2 separate regions of the Macaca mulatta genome follow, and region 1 is linked to region 2. The links are chromatin contacts, called in public Hi-C maps. All regions are on one chromosome and are shown on one strand. The core of a region is the stretch at or near the end of the contact, and the rest is flanking DNA. Distances in the headings are between cores, read along the strand shown. Region 1 holds the start of HSPA4 (heat shock protein family A (Hsp70) member 4). Region 2 holds the start of LOC106998946.

The links. Hi-C and Micro-C count contacts between places; a contact is called where the count stands out from the background.
Region 1: a Hi-C map of CD4 T cells shows a contact between it and region 2, with 4 times the contacts expected there. The contact joins the promoter of HSPA4 here to the promoter of LOC106998946 in region 2. A contact is called at or near these places in 3 of 14 Hi-C or Micro-C datasets (CD4 T cells, blood and fetal cortex germinal zone).

The regions. Positions count from the first base shown.
Region 1 is chr6:141,948,809-141,953,113 of T2T-MMU8v2.0, forward strand. It overlaps HSPA4 (heat shock protein family A (Hsp70) member 4), which reads left to right and starts at 1,353. Exons shown (of 19, transcript XM_078005174.1): 1 at 1,353-2,306.
Region 2 is chr6:141,864,214-141,868,503 of T2T-MMU8v2.0, forward strand. LOC106998946 reads right to left here and starts at 2,760. Exons shown (of 1, transcript XM_015140775.3): 1 at 1,885-2,760. The coding sequence starts at 2,616. The coding sequence ends at 2,008. All of the region lies in intron 1 of AFF4 (ALF transcription elongation factor 4), which reads right to left.

The DNA.
Region 1 (4,305 bases), core at 103-2,602, 83 kb after region 2:
AACACAGCCTTTTCCTTTTCTGGGAAGTTGTCCTAGTCTCCACCATTCTGTGCATATAGCACTTGCCGTTCTGTACTGGGGTCACCTTTACTTGTTTAGCCACCCTCATGATGGGGATGATCCTGGTTTTGTAGAAGTGAAACTTATATACCATTGGGGGGCCCTAAACAAAACAAATAATTAAAATGACAAATCCCAACACATTACTAGAGACTTGGAGATTCAGATCCTCCTTCTTAGATCTCTCTGGGTAACTTATTAGAAATGCTTACATAGATTTGCTTCCTAATCCCTGGGGCCCATGCTTTCTACAGTCTACAGTAACAGGACTGGAGAAAAACACCCGAAACTCTATGAACAAGAAATTGTCGATCCCACGGAAGCCACTGTAAAACCGAAGAGGAAAGATGGACCGAACCTGAACTAGTTACAATCTAAACCCCTCCTGGGATTACCCCTACCCAGTCCCCTCCCTCACCACACTCCTCTTATGAGGAACCTCTCCACAACTCTCAGCAACTACCTGTTCTCCCAGGAGGCCATGCAAGCGAAGGGTCCTGAAGCTTAAGATTTATTAGCTTCATATAAAGGTCTGAGCGGACCTTTCAGGCCAGGCAGCGTATCACTTGCCTATGTTCCTTGCATCCAGGTTAGGGCCTACCACAGGGCAGGTTCTTGGAATGTGCTGGGGATTAAAGGCTTAAGTCCTGCGGGCCCCTCAATCTGATCTAAGGACACGAGTGGCTTAGAGAACGGCGCGACAAGGCTGAGCGAAAGAAAACAAGGTGGTGTGGCTGGGAGTGGGCTCCTTCCCTCCGCTGGTGAGGGTGTGATCTTAGACTCTTGACAGAACAGGACATAAGGGCCGCGTTCCAACGGCGGCCTTCTCCCCTACCGGGGATAAGAACAGAAAGCACCCTGTGGGATCTGCAGAACAGCTCGCGTCTCATTCCAGGCGCCCGACAAGATGGAATGCAAGACACCCCACTACCGGAAGTGTCTTTGAGAGTTAAAAAAAAAAAAACGGCGGAAGTAGGCCGCAGCGCTTCCTCAGTATAGTCCCTCAAGTCGGCTCGCCTACTTTCTACGGGAAAGGGAGGTCCTCCACATTTCCATGCAGCTGTGCAGCGCCGCGGGTTCCACGCGCAGGCTCGGTTGGCCAATTGCACCTCCCAGCCATCTTTTAGCCACCCAGTCCTTTCCCAGGTTCTCGAGCCAGGACGTGACGTATTCATACGTACGGGGGACGGGACCTGAAGGGGAAAAGCGTTTGAGCCGGGATATCGCGAGAACATTTCGTTCTTTCGTAGTTCTCGTGCTGCGGCTCAGCTCTCGTCGCAACGAGATCTTTCGAGATCTTCTCCGCCCCCGCTACCGGCGCCTCCTCTGCGGCCACTGAGCCGGAGCCGGCCTGAGGAGCGGTCTCGGTTGCAGTCCCCACTGGAAGGACCTAGGCGCTCGCGTGGACGCCGCACGCCCCTCAGTAGCCTCGGCCCAAGAGGCCTGCTTTCCACGCGCTAGCCCCGCCGGGGTCCGTGTCCTGTCTCGGTGGCCGGACCCGGGCCCGAGCCCGAGCAGTAGCCAGCGCCATGTCGGTGGTGGGCATAGACCTGGGCTTCCAGAGCTGCTACGTCGCTGTGGCCCGCGCCGGCGGCATCGAGACTATCGCTAATGAGTATAGCGACCGCTGCACGCCGTAAGTGTGGGCCGGGCCGGCCGCGTGCACTGGGGTGAGGAGCTAATGCTTGTTCCAGTCTGGGACCCTCGCTGCTTGGGGAACGCGGGCCGAGGAGTCTCCTCCGTTCCAAGCCGAGGTCCCGGTGGGTCAGGGACCCCCACTGGGTACTAGGACACTAGGGGCCGCGACCCACTATGAGCGTGGGTGTGTGCTAAGCGCGAGGCCTTTTCCCCGGTGACCAGCCGGCCTAAGGAAGGCTTCTGGCCGGTACGCGGACCAGCGGAGGGCACGGATAGGAACTGGAAGGACTGCAGGCGTAGGATGTAAACGGATCGCGGTCCTTTTCTGGAGGGCAGAGACCAGGCCCAGGTCGTACTGAGTCTTGTGAGTCCAACAGAGAGCTCAGAACTTTGCACACAGCAGGCGCTTAATAATAGTTGAATTGAACGGGTTCTGGGGCTTGCCAGCCTCGAGACCGTGGAGCGGTCAGCGTCCCACGTGAGTGGGGGCGGGGCAGCGCCCGGAAGAGAGCGAGCTGGAGCAGCCTCAGGCTCGGATTCCGGATGGACTCGGGATCTTGAGATTGGGGTGGCACGGATAGGAATTTAATAAAACCGGTGCTCTTACGGTAACTTTACAGTCGCTTTTGTTTTCCACATTATTTCGGGGTATTGTACTATATTGGGTCATCCTCTGTTTTGTGCGCGTTAACCCCTCAATAGGGTTGCACTTTCCTGATAATGCATTCTAACCAGCGTGTTGGCCACTATTGTTAGTGGCTCAAGGGCCCTCGTTGACTTCTAGAACCCATAGTAAGTTTTGGGACCAGCACAGACATAGCTCTAAAAAATGGTGAGTCACTCAGGTCATTCATTGGTTACAGTAAAAGAGTCTGCCTTTCGAATACATGTAGATACATTTTAATCCATTGTCATGTTCTTAGACAAAACCTTGTAAGAAGTTCTGTATTTTCCATTCAGGGTCTCAATTCTTTTTTTTTTTTTTGAGGCAGAGTCTTACTCTGGCTACAGGCTGGAGTGCAGTGGTGCGATCTTGGTTCACTGCAGCCTCGACCTCCCTGGCTCCTGGCTCAGGTGATTCTCCCACCTCAGCCTCCTGAGTAGCTGGCATTGCAGGCCTGTGCCACCATGCTAGGCTAATTTTCTGCATTTTTAGTAGAAATGGGGTTTCACTATGTTCACTCAGGCTGGTCTCGAATTCCTGGACTCAACCAGTCCTCCAGCCTCGGCCTTCCGGAGTGCTGGGATTACAGGCATGAACTGCCGCGCCCTGTTCAGGGGCTCAGTTGTTACTGATTGATTGATTGAGGTGGAGTCTCGCTCTGTCGCCCAGGCTGGAGTGCAGTGGCATGATCTCGGCTCACTACAACCTCGGCCTCTGGGGTTCATGCGATTCTCCTCCCTCAGCCTCCTGAGGAGCTGGGATTACAGGCTCGTGCCACCAAGCCCGGCTAAATTTTGTATTTTTAGTAGAGACAGGGTTTCGTTGAGTTGCCCAGGCTGGTCTTGAACTCCTGACCTCAAGTGATCCTCCTGCCTCGGCCTCCCAAAGTGCTAGGATTATAGGAGTGAGCCACGGTGCCCGGCCCCAGGGACTCAATTTTAAGGTCCATTATTTTCACCCTGAATTTTTGTCACATTTCTTCAGCAGGTTTCAGCCAAACTAGATTGTTCAGAAGTCTCACATTTCCCTTCTGATTGTCAAATTTCTGCACCCTCCCCACCTCCTAACCCAGGTGCTTCCCCTGAAAACTCATCCCAGAAACCAAAACTGTAGTTTGCTGGCCCTTTGCTGAGTTTAGTCTTGTTAGCAGCTCTATTAAGGTGTCTTGTCTTTTTTTTTTTTTTTTTTTTTTTTTTTTTTGAAAAGGAGTCTCGCTGCTCCCTACGCTGGAGTGCAGTGGCGTAATCTCGGCTCACTGCAGCCTCTGCCTCCTGGGTTCAAGCGATTGTCCTGCCTCAGCGTCCCAAGTAGCTGGGATTACAGGTGTGCACCACCACGCCTGGCTAGTTTTTGTCTTTTTTAGTAGAGACGGAGTTTCACCATGTTGGCCAGAGTGGGCTTGAACTCTTGATCTCAAGTGATCCGCCTAGCTTGGCCTTACAAAGTGCTGGGATTACAGGAGTGAGCCACTGCACTCGGCACAGTTTTATTAAGGTTTAATTCATATACTATACAATTTACCCAGTTGAAGTGATCATTTTCAGTGTAGTCACAAAACAATGCAACCATTACTGTAATCAATTTTAGAACATTTTCATCACTCCCCCCAAAAGCCCTGTGCCCTTTAGCAGTCTATTTTCCCTATTTGTACTTTTTAACAATAGGTAGTCTAACTTGTATCTCCAGGGAAGTGTATCGTGCTCTTTTTTTAAGCATTAAAGTTTGTTTTTAAGCAATTTAGTATTTATTTGAGAATATCTTTGGATCCGTGTTTTCTTGGGTCTGTAAAATGTCTCCCCCAAGGAACTGAAAAGGCTAAAGCGCTGAGTTAATGTATTTAGTGGCTTGGTCCTTTCCTGCCCTGTGATTGAACACACTTTAGCTCCAAAGGAGGCACAGGAAGAGAATCCCAAGTATTGGGAAGAACTGTGTTCCTATCCTTT
Region 2 (4,290 bases), core at 1,510-4,009:
TTTCCTTGCCTAAAAGCCACCAACATCGTTCATTAAGCACTCCAAGAGAGAAAAAGTTACATAAAATGCCTTCTGTCAGAACATTCCTCAGGTTACAGATTTTTTTTTTTTTTTTTTTTTTTGAGATGGAGTGTTGCTCTGTTGCCAGGCTGGAGTGCAGTGGCGCGATCTCGGCTCACTGCAACCTGCGCCTCCCAGATTCAAGTGATTCTCCTGCCTCAGCCTCCCAAGGAGCTGGGACTACAGGTACACGCCACCACGCCCAGCTAATTTTTGTGTTTTTAGTAGAGACGGGGTTTCACCATATTGTCCAGGATCGTCTTGATCTCTTGACCTCGTGATCCTCCCGCCTTGGCCTCCCAAAGTGCTGGAATTACAGGCATGAGCCACTGAGTCCGGCCAGGTTACAGATTTTTTAACAAAGAATAGCTGATAAAGCAGGTAGTTAGGTAAGATTTTTTTTCTTCAAAAATAGAATAGGTAGTTCTAGTATTAAAATGTTTCGGAATACTCTGGAATTGAATTTGGTGGTTCTAATATTTTCTGTGCCCCTGTACTGTTAAAATTTCCAAGATATGATACCAGTGAAAATGAATATCAAGACAAATAGGAATGCAGATGATGTGCCAAAACTCAGTAACTGGAGCATATATTACTGCTCTCTTCCATATATTAGAGTAACACTTCAAATAACCAAGAAGGGTATGTATAGGGAGTTAACAACAAGTAGGAGTGCTTTTCTTTTTTTTTTTTTTTTTTTTTTTTGAGACGGAGTCTTGCTCTGCCGCCCAGGCTGGAGTGCAGTGGCCGGATCTCAGCTCACTGCAAGCTCTGCCTCCCGGGTTCATGCCATTCTCCTGCCTCAGCCTCCCGAGTAGCTGGGACTACAGGCGCCCGCCACCTCGCCCGGCTAGTTTTTTGTATATTTTAGTAGAGACGGGGTTTCACCATGTTAGCCAGGATGGTTTCGATCTCCTGACCTCATGATCCGCCCGTCTCGGCCTCCCAAAGTGCTGGGATTACAGGCTTGAGCCACCGCGCCCGGCCTCTTTTTTTTTGAGACAGAATCTCACTCTGTCGCCCAGGCTGGAGTGCAGTGGCGCCATCTCCGCTCACTGCAAGCTCCGCCTCCCATGTTCACGCCATTTTCCTGCCTCAGCCTCCCTTGTAGCTGGGACTACAGGCACCTGTCACCACGCCCGTCTAATTTTTTGTATTTTTTTTTTTTAGTAGAGATGGGGTTTCACCGTGTTAGCCAGCATGGTCTCGATCTCCTGACCTCATGATCTGCCCGCATCGGCCTCCCAAAGTGCTGGGATTACAGGCGTGAGCCACCACGCCTGGCCAGTAGGAGTGCTTTTCTTAAACCAAAGGAAAAAGCGGCAAGCTAACAGGCCAGGTTAGCTTTATGCAGTCTTTAGTCACCAGCTTTCACAATAACTGAGACTAGCTAACACCCTCCCAGAAATCAAATAGAATTGTTCCAACTTATCAGAGGAAATGAATAAGGGAATGGGTAAAACATAATAAGAATGCAGGAGAGCTGGGAACCTTTATATCACATAGAAAAGTCTTTATAGTGAGATATCTGTAGAATAAAGCTAAAGTAAAAAAAAAAAAAATCTAAGTCATCAATTTTTTATAGTACATGCTGTACTTCTGGGTCATTGTCCAGGTGTGCTCTCAATACTTCAGAATACCTCTTTGATTGTATTAAAATACCACAAAGAAAAGTCAAGTCCTCATAGATTCTGAACTCCATTCTAAACCAGTAGATGGCCACAAAGGAAGAAATACCTGTTTTATTTGTTCCTCTTAGGTACACATAAAACCATGGCATTTACCTTACCTTCTCAAAAAAGGCAAAATGCATAACTTCTAGAAAGCTTCATATTCTGTCTCATCTTCTGAAACTGATTGGTTTTTCCCTTTCAAATACTGATCCTTTGCTCATACAGCTTTACCTTTTTGTGAAATCTTAGATAACTTGATAGAACAATTTCAAGTTCAAAATATTATCACATTCAAATTCAATCTAGTAATTGTGCAAAATACTGAGGAAGATAAAAAGAGGAATAAATATAGTACTTCCTCAAAGACCCTGTAACAGATCTATAAGAAAATTATTATGCATCCCTCAATATCTGCAAGAGACAGAAAAAAAAGAAAATTACAATGCAAAATATATAGTGGGCTTCTGTTTGTTTTGAGACATCGCCCAGATTGGCCGGGCACAGTGGCTCACGCCTGTAATCCCAGCACTTTGGGAGGCCGAGGCGGGCAGATCACAAGGTCAGGAGTTCGAGACCAGTCTGACCAACATGCTGAAACCCCGTCTCTTCTAAAAATACAAAAAAAATCAGCCGGGAATGGTGGCATGCACCTGTAGTCCCAACTACTCAGGAGGCTAAGGCAGGAGAATCGCTTGAACCCAGGAGGCAGAGGTTGCAGTGAGCAGAGATCAAGCCACTGCACTCCAGCGGTGTGATCTTGGCTTACTGCAACCTCTGCCTCCCGGTTCAAGCGATTCTTAAGCGATTCTCGTAGCTCAGCCTCTGAAGTAGCTGGGACCACAGGCGTGTACCACCATGCCTGGCTAATTTGATTGTCATGCATCAGCCTCTCAAGTAGCTGGAACTACAGGTGTGCACCACCACACTTGGCTAACTTTTGTATTTTTAGTAGAGATGGGGGTTTCACTATGTTGGTCAGGCTGGTCTCGAACTCCTGACCTCAGGTGATCCGCCACCTTGGCCTCTCAAAGTGCTAAAGTGCTAGGATTACAGGCGTGAACCACCAGGCCCGGTTGCAGAATATATTGTTACGAAAAGGATACAACAACTCAAGAGTATACAGAAGAGAATGTATCAACCTGAATGTGAGAATCTGACAAGTAGAAAGTGATTCAGAACAAAAATATTCTACCTTTAAGAATTCTTAATTACACAGCTTCACCTTACACTCCCAAACTGTAGATCATGTTCCAATTAACACAGCTAGGCTCTTTTTTCAGACACCCTATCTTGTCCCCACTTGAAGCAAAATTTTATTTAAAGTAAAATTTGCCTACTGTTTCTACAGAGCTAACAAAAATCAAAGTACCAGCCTGCAAACCACCACAAATTGAAAGAAACTGCTGGTAATAAAAAAAAGAAAAATTTGACTGCTACCAGGATTTTAGTAAGTTAACGCTGAAAAATAACTTAAAATAACTTATTGGGAATTGTTTTTATATTTAGGAGCTGAAAGATGCAGTGATAACAAGGAAAACGAACCTGAGAAATTTAAATAAGCCAGCTTTGTTGAAAACCAAGTGGCCACTTGCCAACACTTCTTTATGCACATATGACCAAAGATGATTCTAGGCAGACTCACAGACCACAAAGGCTCTTTATCAAATCCCGAATTAAGAAAGTTCTCATAAATATTTCAATTTTGATAAGTTAAAGGCCAGTTGAGTTTTAAAAAGCACTTTATGAAGCGCAGAATCAATATAGAAACGAAGCTTTGCGCTTTTCACATCTGAGCCCTAAAACTAGCACACATTTTATGTTACATTTACAGTCGATTCACAGACAATAGCTTAGATTCCATCAAGAAAAACATTGGTCAATGGAAAAGTGACTGGCCTTAGTTTAAAATTTCCATATGGCCAGCAGGGAAGAAACCGCATAATTCTGAATTACAACTGACAAAACTACGAGAACCCTAAATCGAACTCTTCGCCTTGAACTCCATATACAAACATTTCAGATGTGTACTTCCACTTCCTGAAAATAATATTGTTTGTAAACGAAAAGGCAATAAGGTTACTCCCAAAACTCCTGTACTCCATGATCCATCCTCAAAGAGTGGAAGAAACAGCAAAGTAGAAGGAACAAAGCACTGACGTCAATTACGAGATTAACCCCAAGCACAGGCAGCTGGAGGAAAGGCCTAAACATCAATATCCACGCACAAGCTACTGGGATAACTAGGTAACAGACCGATTCGGAAGTTGTGGGGGGCAGTATTCGAGAATTATACCCCCCACGTTCCCATTTTTAGTCAATCCCCTTCACAAGTCGAAGGCGGAAATTTTTCCTTTTTTTTTTTTTTTTTTTTTTTTTGCGGGGGTGGGGGTGTGGGAGAGGTGCGCAGGATCGCGAGAAGGAAAGCGAGAACTAGTTGGGTAATGTTAGCCAGAATCTGGGCCTATTTTCTCTTTAAGTAGAAATAATTTGAAATTGAGGAGGATATGAAAAAGTAACAAATCAGCCGATGGAATGCCTGAGGGAAGAAAGAGGAAAG